Regions from separate parts of the Sus scrofa genome. Here region 2 is linked to region 1. The links are chromatin contacts, called in public Hi-C maps. All regions are on one chromosome and are shown on one strand. Each heading gives the region's core, a stretch centred on a gene start, on an enhancer-like site or on the middle of the called end of the contact. The rest is flanking DNA. Distances are from core to core; before and after follow the strand shown. Region 1 overlaps CACNA2D3 (voltage-dependent calcium channel subunit alpha-2/delta-3). Region 2 overlaps CACNA2D3 (voltage-dependent calcium channel subunit alpha-2/delta-3).

Region 1 (5,528 bases), core at 2,706-5,205:
TCCACCACTTAATTATTTTGGCCCAAGAAAAGGCGTGGTAAAAACAAAAACAAAAAAGGCCATTGCATCAAGCAAGACCCAGTAATTGTTGGTCATTATTTGCAACTGGAAATTAGAAGATACAATGCAGACAGCATGAATGGGGAACTTGCAAAGTGTCAACATTTACTACATCCTCATGTTATATCTTAATTAAAATAAATTAAATCCTGGAAGGCTTTCTTAAGATTAATGCCTGGAGTGATTTATAAAAAAATAATAAATAGCAACAGCAATATGAATATGCTGAAAGCCTCACATTTCTAATATATATGCAATGTTTCGATAAACCCTTAAGAGAATCCTAATCAAGCCTTGTGGGAAGAAAGACATGAAATGAGCCTACTGGCTCTGAAGAAGCAGAGAAAATGATTTCAATGCTTTTGTTTTCAGGGGCAAACTGATAGAGAACATGTTTTTTCTTCCTCCTTTAAAATGGATACCAATATTTTGGAGAATGACACTTTATCCTAGAATCCACAATGTTACAGAAACACATCTGCGTTTTTTGCTCTAGTTACATTTTGATATCAGCATCTGAAAACACACAATGAACTGAGATTGAAAACAAACACAACCTTTTATTCCCAACAAGTAAAAGCTTCCTTGTTTATTTTCTCATAATAAAAAGTAGTATAATTTCATCATAAAAATTAGAAGGTACAGAAAAATAAAAATATTTAAGTAGCTACAATTCTAATAGTCCAGTGAATAAATAGTCTTTTAGATGTGTGTCTATGAACATATACATTTGTAAAAATGGGACCACAACAGTACAAGAGCATTTTGCAGTTTCTATTTTATTTTTGCCTGAGAATGTAGTGTAGCCATCTTTTCACATCAGTGAATATAGACCTTCATCATAGTTTTTATGGCTATAACTTATCTGAACCCCTACAGATGAATATGAGGTCCAAACAACCAACTTTTTCAATACATTTTATACGTACAGATTAGATAAAGCTACAAGGTTAAGTTATTTGAAGGATATACATTGAATAATATATATATTATATGATCTTGTACTATAAGTAATGAATCAATCAATTATACTTTATTGTATTTATATATATTGTTAATAATACAGTGTCATATTACTTATATTAACTATTCTATGAAATAATTAATTTTCCAGTAAACCTCCACAATAATCAAATAAATGTAGAGGAACCCTCTACTGATAGTGTCTTCATAGATCTAAGGTTATCACTCTAGTCTGAAAGTGCTTGTTGCGGAGGGCATTACAGGTCTGGAGAAAACTCAAAGGTCTGTCTGGTTTTGGACTTCACTGCAGGGTAAACCCACGGCATATCTGAGGGACCCAGAGTACCCAAGATCCATCAGGAAACTAAACCATGTTTAGGACTAGGCCAACTTCTGAGTATGCTGAGTTGGAAGAGGAGCTTTAATCAAAGATATAAAAAATGATTTCTTGGTAGTTTAAATTCCAAATGTTGGCTCTGGGACAAAGAGTTATAAATTACAAAAGTCAAACAATTCACTGGAGATCTTAATAATAAACGCACAAATAATTCTAAATGAGCCCAACAGCTCGATCAAAGCTATGTTACTGACCTAACCCCAATACTTTTTACATTTTAAAGGGATTGGAGGGGAAGGGAAATATTAGTAATCTTTCGAAAAATGAAAAATAGCAATACTGCGTCTTGGTAAATCTGCAGAGAATAATTTGTATTGAAAGGGATACCTAGCAAATAACAAATCACATATACAGCGAACTGTAAAACGTGCTTGGGGCTTTGAAATGTTTTCGTATTTTCCCACAATTTACACAGGAAGTTGTTGTGTAGCAAGGACACAATTAGTATCAAATATGATTAATTCATACTGTAGGGAAACTCAGGAAGTGTTTTGTGTTTTGATACTGCATTGTGGCTTCTTTTCCCCCAATTCTCTATCCACTGTACAGTCGAGTAGGCATTTATAGGGCATTCATCCCTTAAAATTCTAAAGAGAATGTCAGATTATAATCAGCGAATTTGGGCGTTTTTCTTTCAAAGGCTGGGAAATTTAACCCTACATTATTCTTACTTCATGGATGTTACATTTTCAGCAATATAATGAAATCCATAAAAGATTATTTTAAAAATTAACCCAAGCAAGTGCTTCATTCCAAGAAAAGTCTACAGCCAAAAAAAAAAAAAAAAAAAAAAAAAAAATGTACCAAAGCAGGTACTGGAGATAAGCAGAAGAGCTTGGCAAAGGGCCATTCACTCTACAGTCATCCATAAAGCACCACCCTGGTATAACCCCCAGGACATCTGCTAGTCCCTTTCAACTCTTACTGAAATCTCATGTACAGCTGAGAAGCTTAAGACCACTCTTACAGAAGGTACTACACCAGCAGGGCTCCCCTGCACTGAAGACAGGCTCTAGACGAAATGCCCAATCTAATATCAGGCTCTGACACTCCCCCAACACATATTCCCACACCAAGAGTTTTGTGGCTTAAAAAACAGGAGATTGGAGCTCCTGTGGTGGTGCAGCAGAAACAAATCTGACTAATATCCATGAGGATGGGGGTTTGATCCCCGACCTCACTCAGTGGGTTGGGGATCCGGCATTGCTGTGAGCTGTGGTGTAGGTCACAGAAATGGCTCGGATCTCACATTGCTGTGGCTGTGGTGTAGGCCAGCAGCTGTGGCTCTGATTGGACCCCCAGCCTGGGAACTTCCATGTGCCTCGAGTGTGCCCCCACCAAAAAAAGATTTCTCTACTCTTTAAGAAAAAAATAAAGAAAAAGCACAGCTTGCTATTATAATACTTACAAAATAACTTTACATGGGTCTCAAGCTTTTCTAAAAATTAGTTTTATAATTTTTCAGTTTGATTAAAGCTATCCTTACTTTCTTTTAACATCCCCTTTTTAAATCTGACGATCTCATCCCCTATTAGCCATGCTCTAGGGGAAAAAATGTAGCTCATTAGGAGTGGAAATCTATAGCAGCTGCCAGCCTTTCCGCTTTTGCTGTTACTATCCAGCCTAGAACTGACTTTGTATACCAGAGGGAATGGCTTCATTACCTCTGCTTCCAACCACCCATCTTCCTCTGGGAGCATCTCTCCAGCTTGAGTCTTTACACCAGAATGGCTGACCAAAGACTTAGCCTCCTTGGACTACAAAAACCATCTCATCCCTCCTATTGTCAGGGGCAAACCCCCAGCAGTAAAGACATATTTCTCCTTTTTTGAAGTAAACCAAACACAGATCTGTAAAAGGCAAATCAACTTCACTGGGTATAGGAAACCTAGAGTAACTGGATAAGTTATGTTAATACACACTAACCAAAAGCATCAAGGAAATGACGTCTGAGGAGTGTCAGAAAAAATTCAAAAGCAAGCAAACAAACAAAAAGCAACATACACAGAAACTGAGACAGTTTCTTTCCTTTTATTCTTCTTGTGTTTTTGCTAAATTCAGAAAGGTAGAGAGAGATCAGTGAAAGGAGAAAGAAGGCCCCTTTGGATGAATACAGAGAAGATATTAAAAACTAAAAGGTTAAAAAAAAAAAAGAAATACTTGGAAGTTCAGATTTTTAGTTCTGGCTTGACATTTTTAAGGATTTTTTTTAACATCCAGAAATGGGCTCACAGTTGCACTGGTGTGAATCATCAGCGACATCTAGTGGATGGCAATATTACGGTGTCTGGCGGCAGCTTAAATTCAAATCAGATCTTGGACTTCAGAGCCTCACCCTATCTTAACATTTTTCGTTGGCACACACGCACACACACACACACGCTATATATATATATATATATATATATATATGGAGAGAGAGAGAGAGAGAAGAGAGGGAGAGAGAGAGGTGACCTCCATTTGCTTTAATTCAATAAGTCTGTCTGAGTTTAGTCTGAAGATAGGAATGTGGAGGAAACTGTTAAGTTGCTTAGTCAACCTGGCAAGGATCATGCGTAGGAAGAACCTGAGAAAGTCTGACTTTGTACCGGCTGAGACCTAGGCTTTATAAGGCTGCGTTGTTGCTCAGATTGATTTAATTCTAGTGGAAGAAGAGAGGGCCACATGGTAAACAAACACTGAGGTAGTAATTACGTGACTATGGCCAATGCTGTTTCACCCCTGTCAAGCACATTATGCTTCAGATATTTTTCAAAATGACTTGACATTTTTTCTGCATGACATGCATTGGGTTTGATACAGTGAAAACAGCTGGTTGCCTCCTGCTGCCTGGAAGATCCAGCAGTGGAGAAGTAACACTGAAGACTTTTCACTTGCAGGATCTCTTATAAAACATGCAAAAGGAGTTCGGTGCTGTCACATGCTGGTTGGAAGGAAGGAGGGTTTGGGAGAGGGAAGGCAGGGCTTTGAAGGTAGTAGGATCTGAGGTCCTGGTCCAGACTCCCAGTTCTCTGCCCTACCTTGCAGGTCCCAGCTATCTGACCTTGGAGATAGTATTACCTGTTAATCCTCCCCATGTGAAGTGGGAAAGCACCACCCACCTTCCAGGGTTGTAACCTGTTAAGTAATCAGCATGGTCCCTGAGACTGATAACCTGGCTAGGATAACTGGACTAGAAGCACCTGCAGGCAGGGAGCATGTCCCATGTGTTTATAACTACAAATAGGGTTGCCAGGATAACAAATAAAAACACAGGACTCCCAGTTATATTTAAATTTCAAATTCAACAGAGTATCTATATTTCATCTGGCCATCCTACCCGTTTGCCTACCGTAATCCTGGTTTATAACTATTGTCCAGGAGCAATTATCAATAGCTCTTCTTTCCCTTTAAAAGCATCTTGATTTGAAGATCACTACTTTTGGATACCTATTCCAAAGCTCACACCAAGCGCAATCCATGGATGTAAACCACCCCACACACACCCCCACCCTGCCCCAGGTGCACATCTTAAACAACCAAAAGAACAGCTATTTTCTGGAAAGAAGACCCGAGGGGAGCACGTGTGCCCAAGATGTTTGCTAATTTAAAAGCTTCTCTCTGTTATGCCCTTTGAAAAATCTGTTTTATGAAACGTTTTATTAGTCAATAGATATGTATTGATAATCCAAAAGTGTCAGGACTCTCTGATACTCTGCAAAGCCAAATGACCCGGCAGAAAGCATACACCAAGCAAGTCAACAGTAGGCTTGGTCTCCAAAACAAAGGGACAAGAGAAAAGAAAGAGGAGGGAGTGAAGCAGAGAGAGGGAAGGAGGAAGGGAGTTAGAGAGGGGAGGAGGGAAGGAAAGGTAAAGGCTTGGGGGAGAGAAAAAAGGGAAAAACCAAGAACAAAGAAAGGCACAAAAATAGGGAGTACAAGCAGACATTAATAAGGAACTACACAGCATAATATCTTTGAATAAAAATAGGATTTTCTGACTTAACAGAATGGAAAGAAATCAAATCATAAGATTTTGCAAACAGACATCACCAACTGTGATTATAAATTATTTTGTAAAATGCGGGAAAAAAATCAGAGTATGCATTTTTACACAAAAAGAATTAAG
Region 2 (5,672 bases), core at 1,028-3,527, 520 kb before region 1:
TCCTTGAGCGCAGACCCAGTGATCACTCGACACAGATGCTCAATGACAGTGCAAGATAGTAGTCCTTTGAACACATTTATCCTCCAAAGTAAAGGCTCTCCAAGTGTTGCCATGAAGCCCCACTGCAAATTTCCCTTCTTTATTTACCCCAGGCCTAGGAGATGAAATCCCTCCAGGCAGCTATTACTGCAGTGGAGGAAAACAACCCCCTACGAAGGATTTGCCAGCGGAAAGATTAACTGCTTTTCCATATTTTAAAGACTTACTGTCTGCTTATTAACATGGTTCTTCGGAGGGGTCTGGCCAATGTTAGCTGTACATTTATGTGCACAACGTGTATTTATGGCCCAGGGTGCAGGGTTGAACTTCATAAAACACACCTCCATCCAGCTGGGCCCAGCAGCCAGACTGACATCACTGTGCAGAGGAACCATGGCCTGGGGGCCAAAAAAGGCGGAAGGGAAATGCCTCAACAGAGAATCACAGCGGTTGTTTCTAAGCAGGGATAGGTCAAAACGCATAAAATAAATTAGGTCCTCAAGGGAAAGAGTATAGGGAAGAGGGAAACAATTTTGATGTGTCCATTGCCAGAACTGAAATAACCCAGTCCTCCCTTTTCCATTCACGACAGACCGGGAAAGAACTAGAGAAAAAAAAGATGATGCAATTTCAAGACAATCTCCCTTGACAAGAGGGACTATCTGCTGAAGAGGCTTTGCTGCCCAGATGACGAAAGTGGTCATGCTGTTCCCCTAATGCTGCCTGGACAAGTCTTTGTGGTGGGGGTACCTATGGCTAAGATTCTCAGAGGACCCCAGGGTGTGCATCTGGGGAACTTGGTTGGCTTTCTTTTCATTAATTGGGTACAAAACTGTGGCTTGACAGTGTTAGGATTTTAAAGTCTTTCACGGTTTATAGATTTTTACCATTTACAAATTCTCCATATTTTAGCCAAAGGTAAAAGACAATGAATAAGTCACAGGGAACTGATGTGGATTTGGCATTGATCCAGTTTTGGGTGGGACTATTCTCCAGTTGGGTCGGGTACATGGATCTCCAAAGGCTCCTATTCTTGGAGTTCCTGTTGTGGCTTAGTGGTTGATGAACTGAAACCCGAATCTGACTAGCATCCATAAGGACACAGATTTGATCCCTGCTCTCATTCAGTGGGTTAAGGATTTGGTGTTGCTGTGAGCTGTGGTACACAGCTGGCAGCTACAGCTTGGATTTGACCCCAGCCTGGGAATCTCCATTTGCATGCCCTCCCCCCCAAAAAAGGATCCTATCCTCTTTGGAGGTGGGTAGATTCCTGTTTTTCCCCAACATGCCCCCACATGCTCTACACTGACCCAGACCCTTAGGTTGTGGAGAGCAAACATTTGGTGATGGACTGCTTACATTTAAACTAGAAATTAAATATTGAAGCTGTGTTTGAGTCCATAGCTGTGCTATCCTGCAGCATGGGGGAGGCAAAAGGGGAACACTAGTACCGACTCCTGGCTGAGTTCAAACAAGGTGAAAGGATGATGAGCAGGGCCTTACTTGCTCACCCCAAAAGTGTCAGTCCCAGGAAATTCCACAGGTGAATCATGTTAGCATGTCAAGGCACATGTAGCTCCAAAATATTTAAGTTGCTTTTAAGCACAAGGAAGGTAAGAAGGAAATATGTCAAATTCTTTTTATTAAGGGTCTTGATATGAAGCCTGACCATGATTATACCAGAAAGACAGACAGACAGTAAGAAAAGAAAAAAAAGCCACAGAATAATCTCTTTTTATGAATATTGATGCAAAGATCTTAAATGAAATGCAGCAAACAGACTTCAGTAGGACATTGAAATACAGCACACAGCAGTGAGGATTAACCCAGGAATGCAAATGAACAACCTTATTGAGTTGTCTCAGCTTAACAGAGATAGAAACATGAAACAGCTTTTTCTGAAGTCTCTTATTTTTGAACCTACTGTATTGAATTCCTGTCTTCTCATCTCTGAATGATGTTTTGAATAGATTCTCCAACTTTTTGAACAATTGATGTTAATAAAATTAGTCCAATCTAGTTTAATACTTTAATTTCATATCTAGTTTGAAGCTCTACACTGTCCATCCTTCAAGCTTCTGTTTTCTAGCTTTTTCAGTCATTTGGGGCAAGGAAAAAATGGAGCAGCAGAGGGAAGCATTTCCTACTCACCAGGTCATGGTGCAATCTCTTAATCATAGCTTGTAACAACTTGGCCTTTGGTGCTCCCCATGTGGCCAGGCATCCAAATGCAGACTTTTTTGTGTGGTTATCATGATTCTCCCAAAGACCTAGAGCTCCTCAGTGTGGCCCCAACATGACCATTCATTGCAACTCTTGCCATCAGCAGTCACTCCACAGCCTCTTGCCCTTAGTGTGGTTCTCCTGGAGAGCAGTCCTCGTGTTGCTTTAGGCAAGGTGGCCGTGATCTTCCATATTGTCTACCTGCCCTCTGGGAAACAGGCATCTTTGCTGGCCCAGCCACAAGCTACTTTAGTGCTGCCCCTTCTCCAAACCTAGCCATCTCCCTCCAGATCTCTTTTTCCCTATTCAGATAGAACATATCAGCACTCCCGCCACCCAGAGGACACTGGCCCAGTGCTCAACTTCTCTTCTTTCAGATACCTCCAAAATACAGAAGGGATTTGGGGAATTCCCCACCAGGCCTCTGGCTCCCAGCAGGAAAAAAACACCCCCTGGAGGAAAACACCTCTTTCCATAAACCTTGATATCTTCCCTGTTAGGCCCCTCATCAGTCTTTGAGTGGCAGACTGAGGTGGGCCAGTTGTAGACCCTCCAAAACACTTAGGAGTGGGGGTCATGAGGATGGTTTCCACTCTAAATTTGTGCCAGCCAAATGCCTGCTCTCTTTAGAACCTACGAGCTCAGTACCAATTTGTCCTCACTCAGTCGGGGGCTACAAGGAAAGCCCCACTTGACTTCCTGTTCACATTCTTCCAGTAAATCTATTCATGAAGGACACCCTGTCTAGAGGTGGAAGAGGCAGTGCTGTGGGATCTGTCCAATAGATTCAATAGATGCTTATATAGCATTTGACAAAAAAAAAAAAAAACATCCTTGAAAACAATCCTTGAGAGAATAGTAATAGGCACTTGACTATGAACCAAATTTAGCATCAGGCTGAGGAATAAATCAGAGGTGTCTAATTAGAGTCGGAAGAAGGCATGAAGGCTCTTTCTCCCCTCTATTATTCGTCATTGTTCTGAAAATGCCAGCCTCTGCAATTAAACCAGAGAAACAAGGGATGATTAAATGTTCAAACAAAGGAAGTATTCGCAGGTATCTAAAATATCCCCTTGTTCCCAATCCCAATAATTATTTCCCTTGGTCTCCTGTATCTCTTAATGGTCCCACCATCTTTAGAGCCACACAGGCTAGAGATCTTGAAGCAATTCTCAAGCCTTTTCTCTGTAAACATCAATGTGTCCTGATGTGACCATTTCCTCAATGTTTCCCAAATCCATCCTTCCATCTACCATGCCAAGGTCCAGCTTTATGGACAGGTGACCAGTGCAGTTACACAGGAACCTACACTTAGAAAGGACTGTTACTTGGAGTTTACTGCTCTGCAAGCAGAGCAGTCTTAAAATTTTTAATTTTATCTTTGAATTTTCATTCTATAAGTGAGGTCCAAGGGGGCATGGGAGGTGGGAGGTTCTTAGCTGCTGGGCTCCTGCTCTGGACCAGGCAACCTATCGCCCTCCAACCCTGGCAAAGGTCTGGGTGCAGGTATGAGGAGGAGCAAGGCATGGTGGGAGCTGGCAGCACTATAGCATATTCAGCCTGTGACCAGGGTGAACCTTTCACCTACCCCTTTATCCAGGCACCAAGTAGGTCTTGATGTTAAAATGAAAATCCCTTAGCAATTGACCATTCACTATGAGATGGGGGGGTGGACCTGTGGAGGGGAGATCGAGTCTCGTTCTCTAAGTCAGACATGGCACCTCAGTCCAGTGTTAGTGGAAGGGACAACCCAGCAGCCAGTGGGATGCACATTCCACTGAGGAACAGAGACAGAATCTGGGGTGTCTGTGAGAGTCTGCACTTTCCCAGTGAGTGTCCCTGGGCCTGATGGAGCACAATATCCAATAGCAGATTAAAACGTCATGACAGGTCAAGAAAGACCACAGAGGAGAGGAAATGTTTTACCTTTCAATACCTTTAATAACACCTTTTTCCTGCTTTTTGAACAAGCAGCCCATATTTTTGTTTCGTCCTGGGCCCTGTAAATTAGGTAGCTGGCCCTGCCAACCTGCATGATTTCCGGGATACCTTCCAAGGGTTTCCCTGCCATAGCCTCTTGTCTGTTCTTGAAGTGGGAAAATTCTTCTCAAGTGCAGGAGTCACTCCATCCCTCTCTTCCCACTTGCCCCTGCCCCCTAGTATCTGCCCAATGGTCTGTGCTGGAGTGAAACAAACAAAGCTCTTCTCCCTCCAGCCAGATAAGTTCAACTGCCCCAAACCCTAAGTTATCATGCTCCTTCCCAACAACCAGACCTTCTGACCTGCCATGGGTCCTTGAATACACCATACTTCCTTTCTCTTAGTGCTGGGACAGAGGTGAAGTTCTAATTCTTAGCCTGGGCTGCCTATTGGAATTGCCTGGGGAGCTTTTTGTTTTACCTTGTTTATTTAGCTCATAGCTGGACACGACTAAACCAAATTACATTAGAATCCCTGAATGTAGTACCAAGCCATCTGTATTTTTTAAAGATACTTGAGTGATTCCTACTAGTATGGATGAGCACTCCTCAAACTGAACATGTTACAAAGGACTTGAGGAACTGGTTAAAACTCAGATGCTATTCAGTGGGATTAAGAGGACACCAATGACTCTGCTGTTCTCATCTGCTCACAGGTAATGCTGATGCACAAGCTCAGGGACCAAAAGATTGAGTGTTGCAGTCACTTCTACCCAAACCCTTGAAGAACCCTGATTCAGTTCTAAATGACTTAATGTTACTTCCTCCATAAAGCATTCCCTTACACAACATTCTCTTTCATTCTGCCATGACATACATACCTAGATCACCCCTATACAAACATACTCTTCTGTAGGCATATGGAGCAGAATAGCCTTTTTCCACTCTTGGACCCCCACACCAGAAAAGGCTGGAACATAGACATCAACATTCTAGGCTACATTTGGAACTATATGAACAGTGTCAGCCATGGAAAAAAATTCTCTTGTGATAAACCTGGTGAACACATGGAAGAGCTATCCTCTAGAGTAATTAAAAATGAAGTTCAGCGAGAAGTCCCTCTGAGTGTCAGACAGAAGGCACAGTTCATTCTGGCCCAAAATCCACAACCTGGATCTAACATGGGCAATATCAGACAAACCCAAATTGAGAGTCATTCTGCAAAGTGCCCAGCCTACAGATGTCAAAGATGTCAAGGAAAACTGAGGCACCTGTTCCAGATTGAAGGAGACTGGAGAGGCACGACAACTCAATGCAACATGATGTCCTGAATTGGATCCTCTGATGTGAAAGTCATTCCTGAGGGTTTTCACAGAAAGGGTTGTATTGGAATTCTTGGTACTGCCCTTAACACTTTCTGTATTTTGAAACTGTTTCAGAAGAAAAGTAGACAGAAAAAATTGCAATGTAGAAAAAAAGAAGTCATGAACA

The links. Hi-C and Micro-C count contacts between places; a contact is called where the count stands out from the background.
Region 2: a contact with region 1 is called in a Hi-C map of embryonic fibroblasts, with 2.2 times the contacts expected there. The contact joins two enhancer-like sites. A contact is called at or near these places in 2 of 47 Hi-C or Micro-C datasets (embryonic fibroblasts and fibroblasts).

Annotation. Positions count from the first base shown.
Region 1 is chr13:36,484,923-36,490,450 of Sscrofa11.1, reverse strand. All of the region lies in intron 4 of CACNA2D3 (voltage-dependent calcium channel subunit alpha-2/delta-3), which reads right to left. Among named protein-coding and RNA genes, the nearest start is that of CACNA2D3, 270 kb to the right of the region's middle. Within about 2 kb of position 3,955, at least 7 of the 83 cell types and tissues checked have an H3K27ac peak or open chromatin away from gene starts, as enhancers often do. A contact at or near this core is called in embryonic fibroblasts, where this site is marked.
Region 2 is chr13:37,003,161-37,008,832 of Sscrofa11.1, reverse strand. All of the region lies in intron 35 of CACNA2D3 (voltage-dependent calcium channel subunit alpha-2/delta-3), which reads right to left. Among named protein-coding and RNA genes, the nearest start is that of LRTM1, 120 kb to the right of the region's middle. Within about 2 kb of position 2,277, at least 2 of the 83 cell types and tissues checked have an H3K27ac peak or open chromatin away from gene starts, as enhancers often do. A contact at or near this core is called in embryonic fibroblasts, where this site is marked.